Regions from separate parts of the Mus musculus genome. Here region 1 is linked to region 2. Evidence: chromatin contacts called from public Micro-C data. All regions are on one chromosome and are shown on one strand. The core of a region is the stretch at or near the end of the contact, and the rest is flanking DNA. Distances in the headings are between cores, read along the strand shown.

Region 1 (7,131 bases), core at 4,296-6,795, 850 kb after region 2:
ATATTCAAACACACACACACACACACACACACACTGATTATTTGATCCACAGTTGCTAGATGATTACCTGTGCTTACCATTCAGTGAGAAGATAAAGACTGCACATGGTAGGAATGCAAAGAATCCTGGGCTTTGACTGGAATACACCTCTGAGATTCTGACAGTTGACTCAATTGGTCACAGAGGGATTAAGAGAGGCAAGAGGGACACCTCTGCTGATTGCTCTGAGAGAAAAACCCTTTACCAGGAGATGGGGGTGGGGAAAGCTGGTTGGTTTCAGAGACAGACAGGAACAAGTGTCCCTAATGTTGCCAGGCTTTGATATTTTGAAAAGTTTCCCAAATTCAAAGTCAACCATTCCTTCAATTCTAAGTAAAATGTATTGTATAAGAAAGAATGATAGGGCAGAATTCTACCTATTTCTGGAGTCTAGACCCAGATAGGGATTAGGGAAAGACAGAACCCAAGACTAAGCTAATGCACAGGATAAAAAGATACATCCCGGTACGGACCACTGGAATACAGAGAATATGGCTTAAACACAGGTAACTTACAGCTGTACCCACTGTGGTCACATGCAACTGGCTAATGGCCAGCAACAACACACAAGTATGAGAAAACAGTTTGTGTCATCTCCATTAGAGCATATTCTTATTAAAAACCTACCAAAAGAAAATGAGTGACTTAGTAGAATATCTAATAAACTTGTTTTTCTTTCTTTCTTTCTTTCTTTCTTTCTTTCTTTCTTTCTTTCTTTTTTTTTTTTTTTTGGTTTTTCGAGACAGGGTTTCTCTGTGTAGCCCTGGCTGTCCTGGAACTCACTCCGTAGACCAGGCTGGCCTCGAACTCAGAAATCCACCTGCCTCTGCTTCTGCTGGGATTAAAGGCATGAGCCACCACGCCCGGCTCTTAATAAACATTTCTGTCGGGCTTGTGGACCTCTGTTGCTCTAAAGGAGGAATCTAAAGCCCAACAGTTTTCTGAGAATGGCTTGGTGTAGTTGCCACCTCTAACATCTATGTCCAGTAATTATTTTACCAGCCTGTGTAGATCACCCTGAAGGAAGCAGAAACAATACCTAATGTTGAGGTGATTTATAGAAACCAAACTGGATAGTTACAATTACATGAACACATAAAGAAGTCTCCACCTGTCTGAGGTGAATATATTCCAAGACCTGCAGTGGATGCCCAAACGACTGAACTCTATATATGTCATGATTCTATACAGATATGTCAACGGCAAAGCTTAATTTATAAACTCAATAGAGCAAGAAATAAATAGTAATAATAAAACGAGACAATTACCATACTATCATACAAATCTTGAGAATGTGGTCTCCCCCCCCCCATACTTTACTATAAATGTTAACAGCTTAAGTATATTTTTTTTCTTTCCATATTAAACTGAGAACTTTTATCTTTTCTCTTAAAGGCACTTTATGGCTTGTGTTTCACATTTCTTCTGTGGTCAGCACCACTATTTTTGTGCCTTGAGGATATTAAGTGGAATCTGGTTCACTTGAACACAAGCACTGAGATGTGATAGCTGAGGTACTAAGTGACATAATGGGCTAGTAGTGTCTACAGCATCCACATGCTGGCAAAGGTGTGAGTCACAGCACGAAGGTTCCATCACAATGCACAATGGTATGCAATTTCATATGGTTTTCTTTCTATTTTCTGGAATTTTCTTATTCAGTGTGTGTGTGTGACACATACATGTATGGTGTATATGTGGAAGCCAGAGGATAACTTGTGAGAGTTGTTTTCTTTTCCACCATGTAAGTCCCAGGGGTTGAACTAGGTTGTCAGGCTTGGTGGCGAATGCCTTTACCTATTGAGCCACCTCAGTGTCTTCCCTGGAATGTTCTACATAATATTTCTGGACCACAGCTGACGTCAGGTAACTGAACTGTGGAGAGCAGTTCTATAGATAATAGCAGAATACTGTACACAAGGGCAATCTCTCTAAGCTTCCCAGAAGATTGTAGGGCATATTACATACTGTACAAAGGTCCAACGATTAAAATAACATAGACAGCAATAGATCTACATGATGCTAATCCTTATCAGCCCAGCTTCTGTGACCAATCTTTTGCTCTCCCCTCCATATCACTTCCTTTCTCCACGTTTTCTTGTCTATGAGAATTTCTTTAGTTTTCCTATAAAATCTACCATCCCTGGGAAGGCTTCTCCCTTTGGCTCTTGTAACACTCACTGCCTGCTCCACTTTCTCGTTACTCAGAGACTGTTCTGCTACTGCTAATTATAAGCTGTCTTCCTAAGGCATGAATTTGGGGATTATTCATACTTGAATCTCCTCTATCATCTAGTCTGTAGCATACAATGTCTTCTGTGTTTTAGATATTTAAAATACGTTTTAAATAGGCTGGTTTAAAAAAATTTATACACATACTAAAAGCTCAATATTTAAGGGAATTCCTTAATGAAATATATTAGAAAAACAGCAAAATCATCTAAAAATAGAAGTTACACTGTGCTGGCTAGCTGTATGTCAGCTTCACACAAACTAGAGTTGTCTAAAGAGGGGAACTTCAATTGAGAAAATGCCTCTATAAGATCTGGCTGTAAGGCATTTTCTTAATTAGTGATTGATGGGGGAGGGCCCAGCCCATTGTGGGTGGTGCTATCCCTAGACTTGTGGTCCTATGTTCTGTAAGAAAGGCTGAGCAAGCTATGAAGAGCAAGCCAGTAAGCAGCTTTCTTTGCCATCATTTGCTGCCTCCAGGTTCCTGCTTGAGTTCCTATCCTTACTTCCCTTGATGGTGAATTGTGATGTAGATGCCTAAGCTGAATAAACCCTTTTCCACCCCAAGTTGTTTGGTTGTGGTGTTTCATCATAGTAATAGTAACCCTAAGACATAAAGAGCCTCTGAAATCCTGCCAATAGAGAAACATTGGAAAAGATTTCTTTGATTTTTCTTAAAAAAAAAATACTTTTAAGAATTTCAGGAAGGAAAGTGTGATAAATTATGTTTATTTGGTTATCGGTGATATAAGTTTTATTCTTCAGTAGGAAAGAACTAAATTATGTAAGGATACAGTTCAATTCTAAAACAGTTAAATCCTTACTATATGGAAGGTAATACACTGGATGTTGGGGGTCCAAAGATGACTAAGATTCAGTTCTATATTTGAAAAGCTCACATCCTAGTCACTAGAATACTTTATTATAATGTCTGCAGGAGATCTGACAAAGTCAGCACACGAAACAGCCCATTCTGGAAGAGCCATGAGTTCACAAGCATCCGTTTCTCTGCCTGAATGCTTCCTTTACTTCTCTATGGGTACATACTCAAAAAAAAAAAAAGATTTTTTTTTTCTACTTGTGTGTGTGTGTGTGGTGTAGTAGTAGTAGTAGTAGTAGTAGTAGTAGTAGTAGTAGTAGTAGTAGTTTGAATGAGAATGGCTCTCATTGGCCCATATGTTTGAAAGCTCAGGCCCCAGTTAGTGGAACTGTTTGAAAAGGACTAAAAGGCCTTGTTGGAGGAGGTGACACTGGGAGTGGACTTTGAGGTTTCAAAAGTCCATGCTAGCCCAGTCTCTGTCTCTGTCTCTCTCAGTTCCATGTCCACCTGCCTGCCACTAGCCATGATTTCAGCCATGATGATAATGGACTAATCCTCTGAAACTAAGCAAGCCCCCAATCAGACGCTTTCTTTGATAAGTTGTCTTGGTCATGGTGTCTCTTCACAGCAACAGAACAGTAACTAAGATAGTGTATCTGTGTAAGTGTTCTGACATGTGTGTGTGGGTGCCCTTGCAGGCCAGATGAGGGTGCCATATTCCCTGGAGCTGTGGTTACAGGTCATCATAGGTCACTTGACCTGGGTGTTGGGAACCAAACTTGGCTCTTCTGGAGGAGTAACAAGTGTTCCAAACTACAGAGCCTTCTCACCAGTTCTGTTAACTTTTACCACACGTCTCAAGACCCATCTTAAACATTACTTCCTCTGAGCAGCCTTTCCTGAGCCTCAGCGGTGAATGAATCCTGTGCCTTTGTTGCTCCTAAACCACCTTATCCAACTGATTTACAGAATTTCTCACATCTCATTGTGGGTAATTGTTGTCTCTAGTTATGAGTCCTTAGCTCTTAGTTGTGAGTTTACCTGAGACAAGGGTTGCTTTCTAATTTTATTGGTTATTTTCACAATTGGCTGCAGGCCTCTCTGATGCTATTGGCTTAGACCTGAGAACCAACTGGGATATACAAAACAGGAACACCCTGCTAACATTAGTGTCAAGACCCTCACTGATTCCATTCAGACTAGCTAATACTACTGAGAAATAAGAATAAGGACTTAGGCCCCACTACTGGCTTATCTACTGCGTACCAGACGCTTTACCTACATGTTCTCATTTACTCCAGCAGCTTTGAAAAGTGCTATCTGTTTTTATTAGCTGTGGAAGAAAAAGGTTCAAGGGAGTAATTTGCCCAAAGTCGTGCATCACTCCAGGTGGTCTGCCTGTCAAGTACATCTGCTACATTTTGTCCAGATACAAATGTAGGGGACTAATATACCTGAAGACAGATCAAAACAAAGGTTCAAAGAGCACACAAAATTTAGAGAGTGCACAGAGAAGTTGGTAGTCAGATAAACCTTCATGGAGATGGTCAGTTAGGGGACTAGGTCGCCCTACAACACTGGGGAACAATGTATGTCAGGGAAGCAAATTGAGGGGGTAGCCTTGGCTATCTGTCTGAGGGATCCTGAAAAGACATTTTCAGTCTTCTCGGGCTCTCTTGCGCGCGCGCGTGCTCTCTCTCTCTCTGGTCAGGGAGAGAATTGTGCACTATTAAGTGGGGCACAGAAATTGCCTCCTAATGTCCTCCAGGGCAGTGTGGAGAGGGTCTGCTTAGGTTCCTTCTTCCTCAAGGAGGGTGAGGTAGCCCTCTACTTCATTGTGGTCTGGACTCCCACCTTTTGGGTCAGGGAGAGGTTTTTCCCATTCAGCACGGGTAGGCAGCTTTTATTCATTCATTCATTCATTCATTCATTCATCCATCCATCCATCCATTCATTCATTCAGGTCTCAGCATACAAGGTGCGCATTAGCAGCAACAGATTAGTCCATTCCTTCTCATCTGAAAGTTGGGGACTTTGGCATCATTTTCCTGAGCTTCAGGAAAGGAAATGCTTCGCTTTGCTCACTGAATGGTGGTCCTGGGTGTGTGTGCGCGCGCACACACACGCCAGAGCGGGTGGAGGGGCAGGTGTAGCTCTTTTCTCTCACCTCAGGGTAGGGAAGCTGACACCTCTCTTCTAACTAGATGGTATTAGGATGGTGTCTTCGTCTGGAACTGGGACACGACTCTCCTCTTGAAACCACGAAGGTGATGATGGTGGGAGACTCTCGGCTTTCCTTCCCTCCACACTGCGAGAGCTCCTGGTTCCCACACAGTCACGCTCAGGTGGCGGGAGGGGACACTCTCCCTTCTCTTTGCGCCAGAGCCTGAAAAGGCGGGGGACGCGCGAGTAGGCGGGGGCGGAGCAGGCTCTGCGGAGAGGGGCGGAGACAGAAGTAGTCACGCCCTCGGCACCGCCCACTGCTCCCTCGCTAACAGGCTCGCTCCCCAGACCCAGAGCGCCGCGGCTGTCTGCTGGGCTCCCGGAGACGCGGACCACCTTCGGTGTCCCCGCGCCGTCCTCCCCGCGCCGCTTGGCCCGCCGCCTCGAGCGCCCTCAGCCCCTCAAGCCAGATGATGAACTTCCTGAGGCGCCGGCTGTCGGACAGCAGCTTCATCGCCAACCTGCCCAATGGCTACATGACTGACCTTCAGCGCCCGGAGCCGCAGCAGCCCCCTCCTGCCCCTGGCCCCGGTGCCGCTACGGCGTCGGCGGCCACCTCAGCTGCCTCGCCCGGTCCCGAGCGCAGGCCGCCACCCGCCCAGGCACCCGCGCCGCAGCCGGCGCCGCAGCCCGCGCCGACGCCGTCGGTGGGCAGCAGCTTCTTCAGCTCGCTGTCGCAAGCGGTGAAGCAGACGGCCGCCTCCGCCGGCCTGGTGGACGCGCCCGCACCTTCGGCCGCTTCCAGGAAGGCCAAGGTGCTGCTGGTGGTCGACGAGCCGCACACCGACTGGTAGGCCCCTGCGGGGTCCGCCGGGGGCAGGGTGTGAAGATGGACCCTCGAGGTCACCCGGGAGAGCACCGGGGACGAGCAGGTGTCTGTGTGTGGGAGGGGCGAGGGCAGGCGTTGACCTCCCAGAGACATGGGTCCTAAGGTAAAGGACTCGGTGGCCTCCAGGCCGGTGGCAGAGCAAGCTACTTCATTAAGCACCAATGGAGCTTAAAAATAGTGATAAGTCGACCACGCTCTAAAGGAAGGCCACACAGCCAAGAATATTTGGGCAGCACATATTGGCTGTGACAGTGGTGGTGGGGACACCACAAAGTTGGGAAGGAAGAGAAGGAGGGATGGATCTGGAAAGAGCTGGGGGAGGGAGGGTGAAGATGATCAAAACAGGTTGTACAACATCCTCAAAGAACTAATAAAAAACAAAAACAAAACACAAATACTTATGGTGGGGGGGGGGCAGGCTTAACAGTTTAGACGCATACAAGCTAAGGTGAAAATGGACCCAGATGGCCATCAAAATAAAGGACACCAAAAAAGATTCTAGTCTGCAAGGTTTGGAATGAGTTGGGAGTGGATATTAGTATTTAAGTTGGATAGGTGTTTTTGTTGTTGTTATTGTTTGTTTGTTTTGTTTTAAACCTGTACCTGTATTGATATCAAGGTGGGTTAGATCACAGGTGTCTCAGAGTGTGATTGACATCTGTTTAAAAATAATGAGATTATTATATATATGCAACAGGGAGGGGATATATGTTTTAAAAATTTTGTTCTCTCTCTTCCCTTCTCTCCCTCCCTCCCTCCCTCCCTCCCTCCCTCCTTCCCTCCCTCCGTGTGTGTGTGTGCGTGTGTGTGTGTGTGTGTGTGTGTGTGTGTGTGTGCGCGTGCGTGCGTGCATGCGAGCATGCGTGCTCCTGTGTTTGTGTGTAAACGATGGTGGCTTTTTCAGCTGGATGATGAAGACCTAAGTAAAAACATTACATATTGTTAAAGGGCACAAATAAAATGATTGGCCTTAATGCAGTAAAGGGGA
Region 2 (6,814 bases), core at 1,746-4,245:
TATTGCTTGCCAGAAATAGATCTCCCTGAAAATGAGCACAAGGTCGAAGCAGAGATACACCCAGTGTATCCTAGACCCTGCTGCCCACCATCGCTGGAGGTACAGAGCTTTCACGCATGCTTGTCCTTGCTCCTGAGAGATATTAACCTCTGCTCAGCAACAACCCGAGGCTTGTCCTGTTGTATGAACACTCCCCTGACCACAGCTAGGGCCTGGCAGTGGACATTTTGGAAATGAGATGTTGCAGGGGCTGCCACCAGACTGTGACCTACCTGACAAATTCTCACTTGGGCTTTTCACAAGGGGCTGGGGGATCCCACCTGTGCCTGCCTTGCCTGTACACACACACACACACACACACACACACACACACACACACACACACCTGCCCCATGCATCGGAGATAGCACTCTGAACTCTACCATGCCAAGTTTGTGGTTTGACACCATCTGCCTAGTGGGCATGCCTTGAGGGATAAAGCTATCCTGGAGGCATCAGGGTGGGGATGGGGGACAGGGTGTGAGGAGGTTTTAATATGCAATAGGCAAACCTAAGAAGCTGTCTCAACAGCTGGGGCAGCTTTCAGTGGAAGGTTGTGGTCGTTTGACAATGCTTGGCCCATGGAAAGTGACACTATTAAAGGTTTGGCCTTTTCTCAAGGAAGCATGTTACTGTGTAGGCGGGCTTCGAGGGCAGCCCCTAGAGTTCAAGCTCAACCCCATGTAAAAGAGACCCTCCTGCTGCTGCCTTTGGATCAAGATGTAGAACTTAGGCTCCTCTCCAGCTTCATATCTGCCTGCATGCTGCCATGCTTCCCACCATGACGATGATGGGTTGAACTTCTGAAACTGTAAGCCAGCCCCAGGTAAATGTCGTCCTTTATAAGAATTGCTTTGGTCACGGTGTCTCTTCACAGCAACGGAAACCCAAAGTAAGACAGAGGTCAAACAGATGCAAAGATGGAAGTAAAAGCAGATCAATCATTCAAGACAGAGGGGCTGGAGAGATGGTTCACTGGTTAGAGCAGTAGCTGGGCTTTCAGCGAACCTGGATTTGGTTCCCAGCACACACATACTTGCTCACAACCATCTGTAATTCCAGTTCCAGGAGATGCAAGACTTTCTTCAGAAATCTGCAGGCACCGGGCACACACAAACGAGCATACCCACAGGCAAACATATAACATTAAAATGAATTAATCTTTAAAAGAGAGTAATTCGATTATTCAGAGAATCATTCTGCCTTCAGGCACAGCTGGATCACAGGGCTCAAACAACTTACATCCCTCCTCTGCCTCATTTCTGCCTTTCTCTGTGTTCCCTTACATTCAGGGAGGCTCCATTGCAGGCGTGGCGACCCCAGACTTAAAAACCTATTGGTGATTAAGGCTTTTGGGACAGGTCCTAGGTGGAGGTGCCATTGACCTAAAGTCTGACACTTGCCCTTGCTTTGAGGTAATATACCCTGGCTGGCATGGCTCTAGTCACATTTGCACGTAGGGTCAGGAGCTCTGTATCCAATCATATGCTTATGAGACGTGGGGAGAAGACCCTATAGTAAAAACTGAGCTCCCGAGACTAGAAGACGTTGAAATGATCATCAGGCAAGCCAAAGCACCCTCCCCACTTGCCTCCCTAATCTTTTTTGTTTTTTGAGATTTAGGGTTTCTCTGTGTAGCCCTGGCTGTCCTGGAACTCACTCTGTAGACCAGGCTTGTCTCGATCTCAGAAATCCACCTACCTCTGCCTCCCAAGTGCTGGGATTAAAAGCTGCTTCCCTAATCTTGTTGGGAGCCACGGCCACATTTCCCCTGACAGCTTTGTCGTTTCATCCACGCATCAGCTCCCACCCCAGTGGCACTTTCATGGGTGGACCTATGCCTCATCCCAACCTAGGCTGGGACCCTCATGGGTGGCCCTGGCAGAGCTTGTCAGTCTGGGCTCTCGAAAGGTTGTTTCGGAAAAAGCCCGTTTCTTTCACTTGCCCCATAAGAAGAGCAGTGGCCTGTGCGTCTACCATTGTGTCCCTAAGCCCAGACCAGAGTGTGTGGGGCTCACGGGAGCCCCAGAAAGATTCATTTGAAGTACACACAGTCAGCACCTGGTAACCAGTCAGGAGGCCATAGGGCCCTAAGCCTAGATGCTTGTGGGAGGAAGTGCGGAGAAAGAGTCAAAAGCTATGTAGCCTTTGGAAGTTGAGGTTGGAGACCCCAGGGTTAATGCAATTAGAGGATGGGAAGTCAGATATTGAATGCCAGACCCTGGGATAGAAGCAGGAGGCCATTGAAATTGGAGATAATGAATTCTTTCTGCGTCTTTGGGGAACATGGAAAAGGGAGAGATGCCCCTTTCCCCAAAGCCTCCACGGAAGGAGCCAGAAGGTCTGGACTTGGAAAGAGGTAGCTGGAGCTGGCCAGGGGCAGAGGTGTTCTAGATAATCCCTCACGCCTCAAGAACTGCAAGCAGAGCACCTAGGGTCCTTAGCCAACCCTGGGGGTTTCCAGTTTGTGGTTTGCTGCACACACACACACACACACACACACATCCTCCAAGACCAATCCTGCAGTGACAGTCTTTCCCAACCTAGTAGCTCAGGTGGTAACTTTGTTTCCCAAGAAGGAAGCTGCAGACAGGAGAGGTAGAGAGGAGGGAAGAGTCCTACCCCACTGCCACAATGCTTCCAAGAGAGATGTGACAGAGCCAGAGAAACCAAGAGACCAATTAAGGTAGACCTTTGAGGCCAGGAGACTGAAGGAGGGTGGAGGCCAAGGAAAAGAGGGAGAGGGAGCAGGGCTGGGAGAGAGAGAGGAGGTGGGAGGGAGATGGGGAAGAGAGGAGGCAGCAGGCAGAGAGAAGAGGCAAGGCGGGCAGGGCCTAGGAAGGAGGGGAGCAGGGCAGAGGGAGGAAAGAGAAGGGGGTAGGCGGAGGGAGGAGGAGGCAGGCAGAGGGAGGGGGAACAGGGCAGAAGGAAGAGGGAAGAGAGAGTAGGGCAGAGGTAACTGGGAGAGAGGAGCAGGAACAGAAAAGGTGGGAGATGGAGGCTGAAAGGTAGGGGCGGGCAAGACGGCACGGACAAGCCCCGCCTAGAGGGCGTGTCTTGACAGCCCCGCCCCCTCCGCCGGCCCTGGGAGCCCTAGAGAGCTGAGAGGTTGCAGGCGAGCTGCGCGAGCCCAGGAGCCCAGGCGCCCGCGTCCAAGCGCGGCCGAGCCCGGAGCGGCCCGCGCAGCCCCGGCCGCAGGTAGGAAGGGAGGCTGGCGTCGGGGCACTGGGTGGAGGGCGGGACCCTAGGCTGCATCGTCCCCCGTCCTCGCCCCACGACGTGCGCCAGCTGCATCCCAGGGATGCTCCGGAGGCGGGAGGGTCCCAAGAGGCCAGGTGCCGTCTATGTCCTAGTTCGTTCGCCAGCCGACGGCGGGGTGCCCAGGAGGGAGCCAGACCAACCTGCGCCACATCCCCAGTCTCCGCATGCCTTATTTATTAGGGGCGGGAGGATGGAGGGGCTGGGGACTACCCGAGGATGGAGACATCTCCTTCCCATCCCGGGGCAGCTCAAGCTCTTAAGAAACCTTGTCTCTAAGAAAGTGTACAGCAGCTGGGACTGAGCGCGCGCAAGCTGGCGCTGCTGTCCTGTTCACCTGAGAGATGCCCAGTGCAAAAGGTGGGTCGGGCCAGGACTTCCCGTGGTTTGCCTTTCCCAGGTTTTTTCTCTTTCCTTTCTGTGGCAATTATCACGGCTTCTCCATGCTTCCCTCCGTACCCACCCACCCCATGGGTGACACCCACAGATGTCCCGTTCTGTGTTTGCTTTAGGCTTCCAACAAGAGACTCAGAGTGGGCAGCTTTGTACGGAGCCAATGTCCTCTCAAAACAGACCTGAGTCTCAAGGGGAAAAATGGGTTTTTGAAAGCCAGTTTATAAGACCAAGACACCTGAGGTCTACTGGCTGGACCTCCTGCCCACCCACGAAGATCAGGGGTGAAAAGGACTGTGGCCACATCAGGGAAGGGACTATGTCCAGCCGAGTGGAACTTGATGCTAGCCCCAGTTTTTCTATGGCAAACAGGGAATGTGTTGGACAAAAGAAAAAAAAAATGGTGTGCTGGGTCCTGCCTATGTTCTCTGTTGTGAACTTTGGTGGAAACAGTGGAGCGTGCATACCCCAACTTCCAAATTGCAAAACAAAAGCGATCTGTGGGAATTCAAAGTGCCCTGCAGTCTTTCCCCACCCCAGTTCTGGAAAGGATGGATCAGGTCTTGATCAAAGCATCCTCAGACCCTCTTCCAAACGAAGGAGGCAGAAAGAAAGTGGCTCTGGGAGGTGTAAGTCCCTGCAGAGAAGAGAGAAAGAGGGAGCTTTCCCTAGAGCTGGAGGGCAAAATGGCTGAGCCTCCCTTGAGCCTCAGAAAGGAATTGCCAGGCAGGCGGCAAACAAAGAAAGCGCTCTGCTCCAGCCAAGTGCTGGCTTGGTGGCCAGTGGCTAGAGGACAAACAGTGAGTCCCAGGCAGTGAGACACAGGCTGCCCTGTCCCCAGAGCTTCTGTGGAGTGGGGTTCCCTGAGAAAGGCACAGGAGACAGACGGCCGGTCACCACTGAGGGAAAAAACGGCAATGATCAGTCCCCAGTGGAAACCGTGTTCTGGGGACCCACATTTGTTGAGAAGTAAGGTCTCCTGGGTGAGGCTCTAACGAGGGGTCCAGAGGTCAAAGAATAGGCAGCTAAGAGGGTGAAGGCAAGGCTAAAGAAAGATGCACATAACTCCACACTAGTCTCAGCCCAGTATTTGACATTCCTGGCAACCCAGGAGAAAGGGATGTGAATTTGTTTATGTGAGACCCAGAACTCAGGAAGAACTCAATATGTGTTCCAGAATAAAGCCCACCTGGGTGGAAGGCGATTGCCTAATAATGGTCCAGCTAGCTATGACCTGCCCTTACGTCTACCTGTGTTGCTGAGGCAGGAAGGTTATAAAATGCTTTGTTCAAATCCACACCCAGGAACGAATGAATATGCCTTGGGCTAGGTACTTTTACAATTTCTTGGCCAGGTGATCTTGGCCAAGTTCTAATCCCCTTTGGAAAGAAGAAATGGAATGTCAAAATCTTTTGGTGCGTCAAGCTTGTCATTTCTAACCTTGTACAACAGGATCTGCTTTAAACCTCACTTCAGAAATGAGGAGAGGGTGACACAAAGAGGGAGAACAACTTGGTCAAGGTCACACAGCAAGGAGGAGGCAAGGCAATCCTAGGCTGCCATAGTGTGCTTCCCCGGTCTCAGTCTTCACATCTGTAAAGTGGGATAGTCAAGGGAAGAGTAGTGACAGTGAGATTTCATGGCAGACAGTGAGTTAGTCCCTCTGGACCTGCTGTCAGAGAAATGGCTACTTCTTTTCCTTCCCAGCAAGTGGCACATCTAGAGCAACATTAAATAAATTGCCTCCCACAGAAATGCCATTCCTAGGATTGGCTGTGAGAGATTTTTCAGGTCACTTGGAATTCAGAACTGTCTCCCCCTCCCCGTCTCTTGCTTGTTGGATGCCCGGCCCAGTGTCGACCCTAGCAAATCCAGACTTGGCCCCTATTTGCAGCCCTCTGCATTCCGAAAGTTCCCCCGACCTTGAGAGTCTTGAGAGTGGGCAGTGTCCCATGCCTTTTCCTGCTGCCTGTTCCATGTCGCGACAGGTCGCCCTTTGATCTCAAGCTGTGCTGAACCACAGCTCCCTGCTCTGTCCATTGCATTCCTGAAGCCAAACCCAAGGAGAGAGCACCCCTATGCCTCCTTGCCTGGTCCTAAAATGGAAACGTGGCAACAGGGCCTGTCTTTGCCTAAATAGGAGCTGTCTTTTTCACTCAGCGCTGCAATGTTACCAATCCTTTACTTGGGGAATAGTGGTCAGCCCTCGCTGAGATGGAAATGACCTTAGAATGACTTCAGATGACCTTGAAATGACTTCATCTGCAAAGAGTAGCTCCTCCCCCTGCTAATGAGAGCAGCCCCTCCCCCAGCTGATGAGGTCACCAAGTATCCACTGCTCCAGGATTTGTCGACTTTTTTTTTTTTTTTTTGACAGCTTTGCCCTATTCTCTGAAAGTCATTCTTAGGTAGTGGAAGAGAGCCTCCCCCCTACCCCCCACCCCCTGCCTCTGAGAGGGAAGAGGATGGTCAGTCAGATTCTAATCTCAAAATAGGGCTTCCTGGAAGAGGTGTCTCTGTGAATTTGTTAGACACCTAGCACTGTCCTCTACCATAGACTGACTCTGAGCCCTCAGAGGCAGAAGGAAGCAGAGAGAAGCCCACGCAGAACAGGGCCCTGTTTCTTGGTACAGGCAGTAGGTGTGAACGCAAGCTGTGACGCTTGAACAGAGACCTGGAATTCAGATGTAAACAGAGGAACAATTTCCAAGAACCCTCATCCTCACGCCAGCATTGCAACTACAGGGACAACTGTCATTGCCTGCATATTGACAATGTGCCACAGAACGTGCCCCATGATACACTTCTGTGTCATTTAATTTGTATAAGCTCCTGTGAGCTGTGTATACCTATCCCTGTGTACTTGTTGTATCAGAGGACAATAAATGGGGCTGAGTCTGAACTCAGCCATCAAGTCTCTAAGTCTCTTGCAGGTGATACCGGCCGCGGTGAAGCACAGGCACAGCCCACTAGAGAAACTACAGGGTCTCCCGAGTGCGTCCCCAGCATCTGAGCCTAACCACAGCTCGAGAAGACCAGGCATCAGTCAGTTGTTAGTGGCTCTTGACTTAGGGGGAAGCTGAAGTTTGGAGACCTCTGCCGTTATGATGCAGAACTGAGATTC

What was found. A called contact is a pair of places that touch in the nucleus more often than the background predicts.
Region 1: a contact with region 2 is called in a Micro-C map of embryonic stem cells, with 4 times the contacts expected there. The contact joins the promoter of Syn2 here to the promoter of Slc6a1 in region 2. A contact is called at or near these places in 5 of 39 promoter capture datasets (the 3T3-L1 cell line, the C10 cell line, liver and 1 more) and 1 of 484 Hi-C or Micro-C datasets (embryonic stem cells).

The regions. Positions count from the first base shown.
Region 1 is chr6:115,129,357-115,136,487 of GRCm38.p6, forward strand. It overlaps Syn2 (synapsin II), which reads left to right and starts at 5,546. Exons shown (of 13, transcript NM_001111015.1): 1 at 5,546-6,104. The coding sequence starts at 5,725. Gm17733 (predicted gene, 17733) reads right to left here and starts at 5,479. Exons shown (of 2, transcript NR_132436.1): 1 at 5,259-5,479.
Region 2 is chr6:114,279,640-114,286,453 of GRCm38.p6, forward strand. It overlaps Slc6a1 (solute carrier family 6 (neurotransmitter transporter, GABA), member 1), which reads left to right and starts at 2,996. Exons shown (of 16, transcript NM_178703.4): 1 at 2,996-3,237.